3 separate regions of the Zea mays genome follow, and regions 1 and 2 are each linked to region 3. The links are chromatin contacts, called in public Hi-C maps. All regions are on one chromosome and are shown on one strand. Each heading gives the region's core, a stretch centred on a gene start, on an enhancer-like site or on the middle of the called end of the contact. The rest is flanking DNA. Distances are from core to core; before and after follow the strand shown. Region 1 holds the start of LOC100193792. Region 2 holds the start of LOC100383281. Region 3 holds the start of LOC100274470.

Region 1 (3,913 bases), core at 399-2,898, 300 kb before region 3:
TGCACATAAATAAATATGTCTTCGTCTGGTCGTCATCCGACCTGATCAGAGTTAGCCGAAATATCGCCGAGCACAGGCTACACATCAACCCTCCGTGCAACCCAAGAAGCAGCGCCTCCGCAAAATGTCAGATTAGAAGACAGAGGCAACCAAGGCTGAGGTCCAACAACTCCTGGACGCAAAAATCATCGAGCCAATCGATTACCCAGTATGTCTCGCAAATGTTGTCATGGTGAAATAGAAAAACAGAAAGAGGCGCATGTGCATTGACTTTACCTGCCTAAACAAGGCCTGCCCTAAAGACGAGTTCCCACTCCCTCGCATCGACAAGATAGTCGACTCGGCAGCAGTCTGTGAAGTCATGTCCCTCCTTGATTGTTTCTTAGGCTACCACCAAATATCCCTCAGCGAAGAGGACAAGCTGAATGCTAGTTTCGTCACCCCTTCAGCACCTATTGTTTTGTGAGGATGCCCAAAGGCCTCAAAAACACCGGGTCCACTTTCTCCCGCCTCACGCAGTCTATAATACTCAAGGACCAGGTTGACAGAAACATCTTCACCTACGTCAACGACATTGTCGTCGCAATCAAAAGAAAAGCTGATCAGCTGTCAGACTTGGTAGAGACTTTCTCTAACATGAGAGAGGCCAGACTCTGGCTCAACCCAAAAAATGTATCTTCGGCATCCACAGGGGCTGAGTTCTGGGCTACATAGTATCAAGGAAAGCCATTGAGGTGAACCCTAATAAAATCAGGGCCATAGTAGAAATGCATCCGCCACATACAATGAAAGAGGTCCAAAAGCTAACCGACCACATCGCAGCTGTGAACAGATTCATCTCGAAGTCAGTCAAGCGAAGCCTATCATTTCTAAAGGTGATGCGAGGTGCCAAGGACTTCACATGGGTCCAGAAGCTACAATTTCCTACTATTTGTCTTGTCGCGCACCTGAGATCTCACTTGCTTTCTAAGTGTTTGGATCCACGTGATAGCGTGTCCGCTTGTGTCAGTGCCCAACAAGCACGTCTCAGTTCTCATCGTACGGATGGCTGTGACTACGAGACTTGCTCGATTACTCTGTTGACGTCGTTGAATTTGAAAAGTTGGGCCGCACGCGCACGTGCCACGCTAGCTGGGTCGACTCGGTCTGAGGAATTTTCGAGCTAAAAAAATCGGCTCGACTCGGCTGGTTGTAAGCTCATGAGCCTCGTCTCGCCGAGCTACACTGAATCTAAGCGAGCTGGCTCAGCCCGGGCTGTTATCTATAGCTATCTCTAGCAGCTTATCTATACCTATACTCATATTCAAACTCTACTATGCGAACAGTACAGTAAAACAATATTGTTTTGGTAAACTTTGAATAGAATCCTGCAAACGGCCTAAATATGGCTACGCGTTCCTAATCAAAATTGGGAACATGTCCATCAATTCCTTTGTGTTCAGCAGTTGGTCCCGTCGTTTACCACCAGTCCACCGCAACATGCCGCCCCACTTCTCAGTGACTCCCCACTGGACCGTAGTCCGCAGCAGAGGCAGAGCGAGGCCAAAGCGTGCACGGTACACCACTACACCGTGCACTACAGTGAGTCCGGAGCGGAGTCATCTACCCCCCGACTCGATTCGTGACGAGATCTCTCTCCTCCGAATTCCTCGATCGATTCGTGTCGAAAAACCCCAGCCCCTCCCCACCGCCCCCCCCCGTCGGAATCCCGAATCCATCCCCGATGGCGCAAGGCACCGTGCCCTCCGCAGCCGGGGCCGGCGGCGGCGGCTGCCCCTCGGCCCCCGCCGTCTCGACGACTCCTCCGGGCACGCCCCGGGCTGCCCCGCCTCCGCCATCTACCTTCGCGACCGGATTCTACTACGCCGTGGAGCTCTATTTCGACCCGGCGCTGGAGAACCAGGTGCTCAAAGCGTGGAACGCGCTGGCGCGGCGGCAGCTAGGCAGCCGCCTCATCGACGCTGCCGCCCGCCCGCACCTCCCGCTGCTCCACCTCCCCGCCGCCGCGCTCCCGCCTCCTGGCACCGGCGCGGGCGGGGATCCGCTCCTCCGCCTCGCACCCTCGCTCCGCGCGCTCGCGTCGCGCCTCGACCCGCTCGCGCTCGCGCTCTCCTCGCTCGCCGCGCTCCCAGCCTCCGCCTCCTCCTCCCCGCACGACAACGTTCTCTTCCTCGCGCCCACTCCAACCGCCGCGCTGCTCGGCCTCCATGCGCAGCTCTGCGAGCTGCTGCGGAAGGACGCTGGCGTCGAGGTCCCCGACGCGTTCCGGCCCGACCACTGGCTACCGCGGTGCGCCGTCGCCGTCGACGTGCCCCGCGGCCGCATGGCGGAGGCCTTCTGCGTGCTCCGAGAGCTCAAGCTGCTTCCCGTCTCCGGGTACGGGATGGACATCGCGCTCGTCGAGGTCGGGGCCACCGTTAGGGAGCTCGTGTCCTACCCGCTCGGCGGTGGCAGCAGCGCTGGAGCGGACTGAGAGGTGAGATAATCTTCTTGTTCTCGCTTCTCTGTGATCTATTTACATTTAGTGCTCTGTTTAAGTAGGAACTTCTAAACTTGATACTGATTCTTCGCCGATTTAGCAATTGACATGGTAGTGTGCGATCAACTAGGAGATTTATGGCGATTGTATTACAGTGGACTAATCAGGATGGAAGAATCCTTAGTGAAACAACCTGCTACTAGTTTCTTTTGTCTTACAGCGGTGATACCAAAATCTACTTCTAAATGCTTTACAAGAAGCTTTCCTTAACTCCTGCATTACATTTGTAGCTTGCAATGAATGATATTTACTGAGTTGCATAATTGTATATCACTTACTCACAGTCACCACTTTACTCTAATAGATACCGTGCCTAATGGCATTTGTTTTATGATATTATGAGGACATATGATATGTTTATAGTGCTAGCTTGTCGTAAGGAAAGGGAAAAAAATGGATGGTTCTTCCTTCTGAGGCACTGTTTGTTTGGGCTTTTTCAGCTTCTGGCCACCAAAAGGTACTCTGGACTATCAAACATCCAGCTTTTCAGACCGCTTCTATAAAAATTGCTTTGGTAAAAATCATCCAAAATCAACATGAACACAGAATCGGCCGAGTTGTCATGATAGTAGGAATCCGTCGCTTTCTAGATCCTGAAACCTTTGCACCACTTAATTTTTCTTTGCACGTAATGCCCACGATACTCATATTCTTCCTACAGTCAGATTCTCTCCACAGTCAGATTCTCAGAAAAGTTGATCAGAAAAAGCTGAACCAAACATGCCCTAAATATTCGTGCTCATAAACATCGTGTCTGTACACTAATGGTTTTGATACTGTTGGCACAGGCGCACAGCACCTCACTTGGGTAAGAGATAATTCCAAGTACATGTGTAGTGTCCCAAATATTCCAAACAAAAATGCCAATAATTCGTTCCAAGCAATTTGTTAGTAAATTGGAGAACTGCTTGATATTTAATTGCATGCAACAAAGTAAAAAATGACAGTGAGGTAATTTGTAATGCTAGTCAAAGTGGGCTGATCAAATTGAAACTCCTACACATAAGACATCTATCTTGATAAAAAAAGTGAACTCGAGACCATTGAAGCACCGTCGAAGTGTGCATTGAGCCCCCTGTTTTATACCAAGATGACCTTGTGACCTGATTTTCTGCCATCTGCCTACCACCCATGGTAAATTTACACCTAAGGCCTCGTTCGTTTTGGCCGGATAAGCCCATTCCCTGCCTCATTCTGGGAGGAACGAATCAGCCCGGTTTAGAATCTGGTCCAGCCTGCTAGAGCTGTTCGTTTTGACCTGGGCTGGAAACAAACCCGCCTGATTTTGATTCCCATCCCTCAATCCTCGGCCTGGAATGAGTCCAGGTGACCTACCTTCCGGACTGATTCACGAAACGGGCTGGTGACCAGGAA
Region 2 (3,888 bases), core at 223-2,722, 280 kb after region 3:
TAATGAGTGATTGTTCTGAAGGGGTGCCCCCTGGGCCTTATATACTCGACCGTGAGGCATTACATGCAGATATGATAACAACGCGTGCCTAAGAAATAGTGAACCATCTGAGTCTATCCTCCTATAATTCAGCCGACCCATCCTCGCTTGGTTCCGTTGTACGGGGCTCCTGCGGGAAGGTCGGGTCACTGTTGTGATTACTGCTCGAATTTGTTGGGCCGTCTGGGCTTGCGCCGACCCGGCCTTGCGTTAATCCGCTCCACTGGTCGTTCCTCCCAGGCCTACGAGGGGATGGCCTTACGAATTATGGGGCCTTTGGGCCTTTCGTGAGGTCTTTTATCCTTCTAGTGGACCCGGGAGATATCTGTCCCCCACATAGGATCTCTCCTCCTTGACGGGGTCCCTCCCGGGGGTGAGATCCAGGTGCTGTTGGTGAACACCGCCACTCCACGCACACGCGGGTCGTCCGACCATTAGGCACGAACCGTCCAGCGTAGTCCAGGAACCTCGCTCCTGCTGCTAGGTCGTGGACCGTCTAGCACTAGGCCGCATACTGTCCAGCACAGTGCAGGAAACCCTGCTCTTGCTGCTAGGTCGCGGACCGTCTGGCCCTAGACCGCGGAACGTTCATGCCACCGCAGAGAGCTCGCCGAGCGAAACAACTCCCAAATGTTTGGCGCCTGGATCGATGCCAACAATACGTTAACCTCGCACGTTAAATACTTGTTCCATCTTAAAAATATACTTTTTAAGTTTTTTCCGTCGATATTCAAATAAATGATACTCCCTCGGTCTCGTTTTTTCTAGCTCATTTTTTCTGTCCATAATCATTCAAATTCAAATGATAGTGAATATAGACATATATGTAAATTAAATTCATATATTACTTAATGAATATATAATTAGTCTAAAACAAAATATATTTTGCACGGAGGGAGTAATAATTATAGTTTTTATAAGTTAACTAATGAATACATATTTAATCTAAAACAAATCATATTTTGAGACGTAGGAGTATATTGTACGTGTAAGCAGTTAACCAAATAGCCATTATATATTTCCACGTCAATCCATATAACTTTACGCAATATCTTATGCAACATTCATCCCACAACACGAGAGATTGAAGAGAATAGTCGTCGGTCCTATTCTACGAGGGAAAAAATGTGACGTGGATCAGCCGACAGCACAGCAACATCGACGTCACCGCTATCGGCCTATCGCGACGCTCCTCTCGGAGACGTCGTCACGGCGACAGGACCTCTCCCTCTCTCGCTACGGCGACAACAGCGACGCAGCGGGCCCGGGCACGAGGGAAGGGGCCCGCCCAAGCGCGCACATTCGGGGCCCCAGTCCCCACCGTCCCGTCCGCCGGCCTCGCGATTCGTGTCCCACGCGCTCCCTCCTCCTATCCCCGTCTCCTACCGCGTCGACACGGCGATACCCCCGCGGCACCCACCCACCCATCCAAGCTTCCGTTTCTCGTTCTCTCCCCCCACCACACCACGACCCCTTCCAAAACAACAAACAGAACCGAAGCCGACTAGCGCGACCGAGGAGGCAGAGACGGGTGGAGGAAAAGGGCAAAGTCGCCGCCCGCCGCCCGCCGCTGATCGGTCGGTGAGCCCGATGCGCTGTACCGCTCGGCCTCGTCGTGTTCCGCCGCGCTGATCTCCGCCTCCCGCGACGCCCGATTCCAGAGGATCGCTTCTTCGGTTTGGCCGGCCGGTAGGTTGGGATTCTTCTCTCTTCTTTTTACTTGCCAACAAGAGCTCGACACCGAGTCGCTCGCACCTACCATGTGCTGTTGAGTTCGTTGGGGCCGTGTGGAGCCGCTCTTAATTTCGCTGCTCCTGGCAGGTGCGTGGGGGGTTCAGGAGGCGGGGTCTCGGCGGCTGCAATGCATGCTCGCATCTCGTGGCGGCGTTTCATCGCTTCGGTCCGTTTGTTTTTCGGCTTGTTGCGCTGAAATTGAGCGATTCGTTTCCTTGATTCAAGGACTACTAGTGGGGCGGGGGCATCCTGCGTGGTGGCTCTGGCTGTCTGGTCTGTATCTGTATGATAGGTATCGGCTTTTTCTAATTCTCATATATTAGTGGATTTTTGCTGTTCCTTGCGGATTTGCTATTTTTGCTGTTTTTTTCGTGAAGAAACTAAAACGATGAGTGGTTGTTTTTGTGGATGCAAAAAAACCAGTGGGCGTTGGCAGTTGTGCCGTCCCGGCTAGCTGCGGACTTGTCTTGGCCTAGCAGGGAAGTGATGGAGCACAAGAAAGCTAGAGCAGTGGAGGATCCTGCCCGGTTGATTTGCGACGATGCCCTCACCGAGGTATTCCGCAGGCTGCCTGCCCGTGCGCTCGCGGCCTGCAGACTGGTGTGCAAGTCATGGATGTCCGTGCTCACAGATCCACACTTCATCCATGAGCACCTGAGCCGTGGCCAGCAGAAGCTGCTGCTCTTTGCGACTGACAGGGGAAACGACAGGTCGCTCGCCATGGTGCTCGCGGACAACAACGCATCCATGTACCAGCTGTCAAGGCCCGCGGCGTCTCGGAGCGTCTTCGTGCACAATTCTTGCAATGGCCTGCTCTGCCTAGGTGACAGCACAGGAGCTGTCGAGGTGCTGAACCCAACGACTGGTGAATCTTTAATGTTGCCGATGCCAATGTACACGGCAGGGAGCAGCCAGTTCTCGTCCTGCAATTGGCACTGCTTGGGGTTTTGCCCACAAAAAAGGGAACACAAGGTGGTGCATTTCTATCCAGGAGCTCACAATGACCCGTTCAAGGTACACTGTGAGATATACACGATTGGAGTCGGTGTCTGGAGACAAGTTGGGAGCTGTCATGGTGCTCCGACTGACAGAGGGGTGCATGTGAATGGGATGGTATACTATCTGACAAAGTTCCGCTACATTGCTTCATCGCGTATCAACTGCTTGAATCTTGAGAGCGAAAAATTTGATGTGATGATGCTTCCTCCACACAAATCTTATGGAGGTCATTGCTCTTTGGCAGAGCTTGAGGGAAAGCTATGCTTGTTGATTGTCGATGGTGCATTGGAAGGTCCGCCTCGTACAATGGACATACTGATGCTCAATAGCCATGATAAGCAGGGCTGGACTCACAGATACCACTTCTCCTTGCCTTGGTTGATGCCTTCATGTTATTTTACTCCGAAACACACACTCTTCCACGGTGGAAAAATTTGGGTGCAGTTGTTGGCTAGGAATCTATATTGTTTTGACCCAAGTTCAAGTTCAGAAGAACTGACAACAGCCTGGCCAGAGCTTGACTTTTCCTTTAGCACACATACTTTCATTGAGAGCATAGTTCCTCTGCGTAAAGACTACTACTTCAAGCAGATACAGTGACAGTGGTGTGCTGCCCCTTGCTTTCAAGGTGGTTCTCAGTTTACATCTTTACATTATCTTTTATCTTATCGTTTCTTTTTTCTTATATGAACGACCAAGCTGTTACGTGTTAGTCAGCTTAAGATGGTGTGCTGTTCTGGATTCTAATTAGCGATAATAATTGCAATTTCCAGACATCTTAACTACTCATTCTTCTAGATTTTAATTGATCTGGCCATTTCTCTTTATGCTGAGAAGTTGATAGGCCAAGTTCAGAGGATCATTTCATTAGTTCTTATTTCACAGCTTAGGTGATTATTGATGTAAACACTGAACCTGTATTTTATACTGCCTCCGAAAAGTTTCTTGTAATCTGATGGGATATAAATTAAAAAGTATATGAATACCGTGTGATGTTTTCTGCTACACTTCAACACTTCGTTGATAACAAATTTTCTAGCTGTGCCTGTTAAAAGTCTATGAATACCGTGCATCTGATGAAATTAGTATTTGCATGGAAATATTTTCTTTCTAGGT
Region 3 (3,632 bases), core at 496-2,995:
TTGAAGTGTTCTTTATTTAAAGAGCTTCTTGATGATTGGGAGAACACCATAGATAAACTAGGCTTGGATGCAGATAACTCTATATTGAAGGTGCAAGAAAAAGACAATAAAGTGCCTCCAGTTTCAGCTTATTGCTCTTTAGATACATTAATAGGTAAAATATCGTTTAGAGTTCCTCATGTAGTAAAACGGCCAAAGAAAAAACGATCGACCACATTCCTCGAAAAGCGAAAGGGGAAGAAAAATAGAAGTGCCAACAAAGACAAAGGTGTTGATCCAAAAGATGGTAAGTCACATGCCTTGTATCAATTATATATTTTATATTATACTTAACATGTAAGTTTAATGCATGATTTTATATCCTGTGACATAGAACCTCGATGCCAGTACAATTGAACCTAATAGCTTGCCACACGATATATGGCCAACCTTCAACTACGATAATTCCATCAAGTCAGGGTTCTTATGCTAATGCCACAATGCCGGGTTTTAATATGCACATGACTTCTTCTATGATGGATGCTCGTAGTATACAAGAAGGATACACCAGTCTCTTATTTGGAGTTGATAAAGATGCTGCATCAGCTATTAGCCAATTACATTTTGATGGAGTGCTAGATAATGAAAATATATGACTTTACTCTTTGGTTTTTATTTTGTATAAGGACTCAAACATTCCATATTTTAGATGACAAGGTAAATTTCATGTTTATTCTATTTTTATATTTGTAACATTGCTGCTTTTCTTCGGCCAGAACTCTTTTTGTCATTTCATCAAACGCTTAGTGGCCTGAGATTCAGACATGGGGCAGGCCTCCTCGTTCCAGCTTCCCATCTTACAAATCTCGTCTAACAGCTACACGAACTCAACAGTCTATGGCAACATTGCAATCCAGCCGCACATCTCTCCCAACACCAAAGCGTCGAGCCGTGATCCTTTTTAGTCTTCACATCTCGAGCCGAGTCGAAGACAAGGTGGCGTTGCGCGTAGGTTTATATGTGTCTGTCCAGCTAATGCCTTGTTCGTTTCTGCCGGATTAGTGGGTCGAAACGATTCCTGACCGGATTGCTTCTCTAATTTATATAAACTTTGATTAGACCTTGTTCGTTTACGTCGGATTGCACCCGGAATCGTTCCAACTAATCAAAGTTTATATAAAATAGAGAAACAATCCGGCTAGGAATCGTTCCGCCCCACCAATCCGACACAAACGAACAAGGCCTTAGTTGGAACGATTCCGGGTGCAATCCGACAGAAACGAACAAGGCCTAAGGCCTTGTTCGTTTCTACCGGATTGGTGGGTCGGAATGATTCCGAACCGGATTGCTTCTCTAATTTATATAAACTTTGATTAGGTAGAACGATTCCGGGTGCAATCCGACACAAACGAACAAGGCCTAACCGATAAGATTATCACGCGTAACCAATCCAGACCGCTTCACTGTGATGTGTGTTGCGGCCAGTTCGCACGGAATTTTTTTCCCACGCCTAGGCCTGCGCCAGACCAACCCACCCGGCCACGCGCCACCTCAAAGGCCAACGACCAGCAAAAGCAGCAGACTCTCAATGGCACGCGAGCCCCACCTGCCACCTCCGATCCGTCGCCTCCACCAACCCCGCCTTATTCAAAAAATTTATTCGCCGAAACCCCTTGCCAATGCCACCTCGCCGCCTCCGCCCGACCCAGCAAAAAGGCACGACGACCTCTACCTCTACCTCGCCGCCACCGTCACCGTGGCCCGCCGCCATATAAGTAAACCCTCGCCTCGTCCTCCTCCCAGGCTCGCCACCCTCCGCCTCCGACACATGGCCCACCCGCACCTCGTGCTCCCCTCCCCGAAGTCCCTCCTCCCCGCCGCCGCAACTCCATCGCGCCGCGCCGTCGCCATCCGCGCGGCGATCTCCACCGCTTTGTCTCCGGCCAAGGCGGCAGCTGGAGCAGAGGCGGTGCGATCGATCCGCGCGCGGCAGATCGTGGACAGCCGCGGGAACCCCACCGTCGAGGTCGACCTCGTCGCCGGGGACGGACGCCTCCACCGCTCCGCGGTGCCCAGCGGGGCGTCCACGGGGATCTACGAGGCGCTGGAGCTCCGCGACGGTGACAAGGCCGTATACGGCGGGAAGGGCGTACTCCAAGCTGTGCGCAACATCAACGAGGTTATCGCGCCTAAGCTCATAGGCGTCGATGTGAGGTGAGCTGGATATCACTGTCTCGGATTGATTTCTGTTCGAATGATGGATCTGTCTGTTTGATCACCAGTGTGACTGCTGCAAAGTGGGTAGTTGGAAAACGTGGTGTGCGTGTGTCATTTGGCTGTGATCCATAGTTGAACTGCATCAGTTCATGGGGGTTTAGTGAGCTGATTAGTTTGACTCCTATCTGAAAATGATGCTTTGGATCTTCTCGTGACTACCCTAAAAGTTTGAAGTAAAATGTGGCTAAATTTGTGGGGGACATATCCTTTGCAATCACTCATTTGGTGCAATTGTGCATTCAAATCATTCAGAACATCTAATCTAGATTCAATGGTTTCATATGGAAGGGGTTACAAATGTAAAATAGTTACTAGGTTTTAACTAGAAGGGGTTAAATGTAAAATAGCAGACACCATTGGATTTTGATTGGATGCACTAGATCGCTTGATAAATAGCAGTCATCGTTAAATGTAAAATAGCAGTCACACTTGCACCAACATGATTAATTACACCGGACATGTTCCCAAATTTGTGGAAGTGCATATGTATGCCATACTTGGTTTATTTACATGTTGGGAACTTATTGGTTTTGTAGGTCATGGAGCAAACTTGTGTGTAGTTTGGTTATATAGGAATTAGGTGCTTTTGTACTTTTGATTGGCTGCTTGTAATATGCTTTTGTCCAGCTGCTGCTTCAGCAGCCTCATCTCGCAAATTTACTGTACTGACAGTCACCAACAGCTGCATTTACCAGCAGCCAAACGGACCCATAATATTTTTTGACAGAAAGCAACAAGGAGAACCCTAATGTCCTAAATAACTTGACATGCATTCCTGAACAACAGTTTTTACAGAAAGCAACAAGGAGAACTCTAATGTCCTAGGTAGCTTGATGTCAAGGTATGTCCGATGATAGATGTAGGATATTTTCCAGTATTTGGATTATTAAGGGTTTGCAGTTTGCTCACTGTGTAGGGTGGGAAGTTTTTATAACTAACAAAGTACTGTGTAGTAGTTAGTGCCCATTTCAGTCTCTTTAGTTTAGTGAATGCTACAGTTGTTCTGGTGGTAAAGACAATTCCTGGTGGTAACAGCTGTTCCTACTAGAAATAGAATTTTGTATTTTTTTAAGCATATGACTGTTGCTACTGATTCAGTGACCCTACACATCCTGTTTGGTGTTTTCTTAGAGGTTAGCATATTCGGTTGTTTGGTGATCCTTTGCCTAGCAATAAGCATATGAAACTTACTAAAAATATACTAATTTGTATTGTAGATTTACGGTTTTTGAAGATTCGAGTGCTTTACCTACCATTGTTCGGGTGTGAAATACTGAACTGTATTTCTGGTGCTGTATGGAATATTTCTCATGCAAGCACATGATTACAAGTCCACAATCTAACAATGCATAGTTCAAGCAACTTCAGCATGGTCT

The links. Hi-C and Micro-C count contacts between places; a contact is called where the count stands out from the background.
Region 1: a contact with region 3 is called in a Hi-C map of leaf, with 5 times the contacts expected there. The contact joins the promoter of LOC100193792 here to the promoter of LOC100274470 in region 3. A contact is called at or near these places in 4 of 25 Hi-C or Micro-C datasets (ear, leaf, leaf mesophyll and 1 more).
Region 2: a Hi-C map of tassel shows a contact between it and region 3, with 2.5 times the contacts expected there. The contact joins the promoter of LOC100383281 here to the promoter of LOC100274470 in region 3. A contact is called at or near these places in 2 of 25 Hi-C or Micro-C datasets (ear and tassel).

Annotation. Positions count from the first base shown.
Region 1 is chr7:106,959,221-106,963,133 of Zm-B73-REFERENCE-NAM-5.0, reverse strand. It overlaps LOC100193792, which reads left to right and starts at 1,648. Exons shown (of 2, transcript NM_001138877.1): 1 at 1,648-2,476. The coding sequence starts at 1,724. The coding sequence ends at 2,473.
Region 2 is chr7:106,378,078-106,381,965 of Zm-B73-REFERENCE-NAM-5.0, reverse strand. LOC100383281 reads left to right here and starts at 1,472. Exons shown (of 3, transcript NM_001175941.1): 1 at 1,472-1,728; 2 at 1,861-2,065; 3 at 2,197-3,741. The coding sequence starts at 2,260. The coding sequence ends at 3,372.
Region 3 is chr7:106,657,618-106,661,249 of Zm-B73-REFERENCE-NAM-5.0, reverse strand. It overlaps LOC100274470, which reads left to right and starts at 1,745. Exons shown (of 7, transcript NM_001148829.1): 1 at 1,745-2,193. The coding sequence starts at 1,808.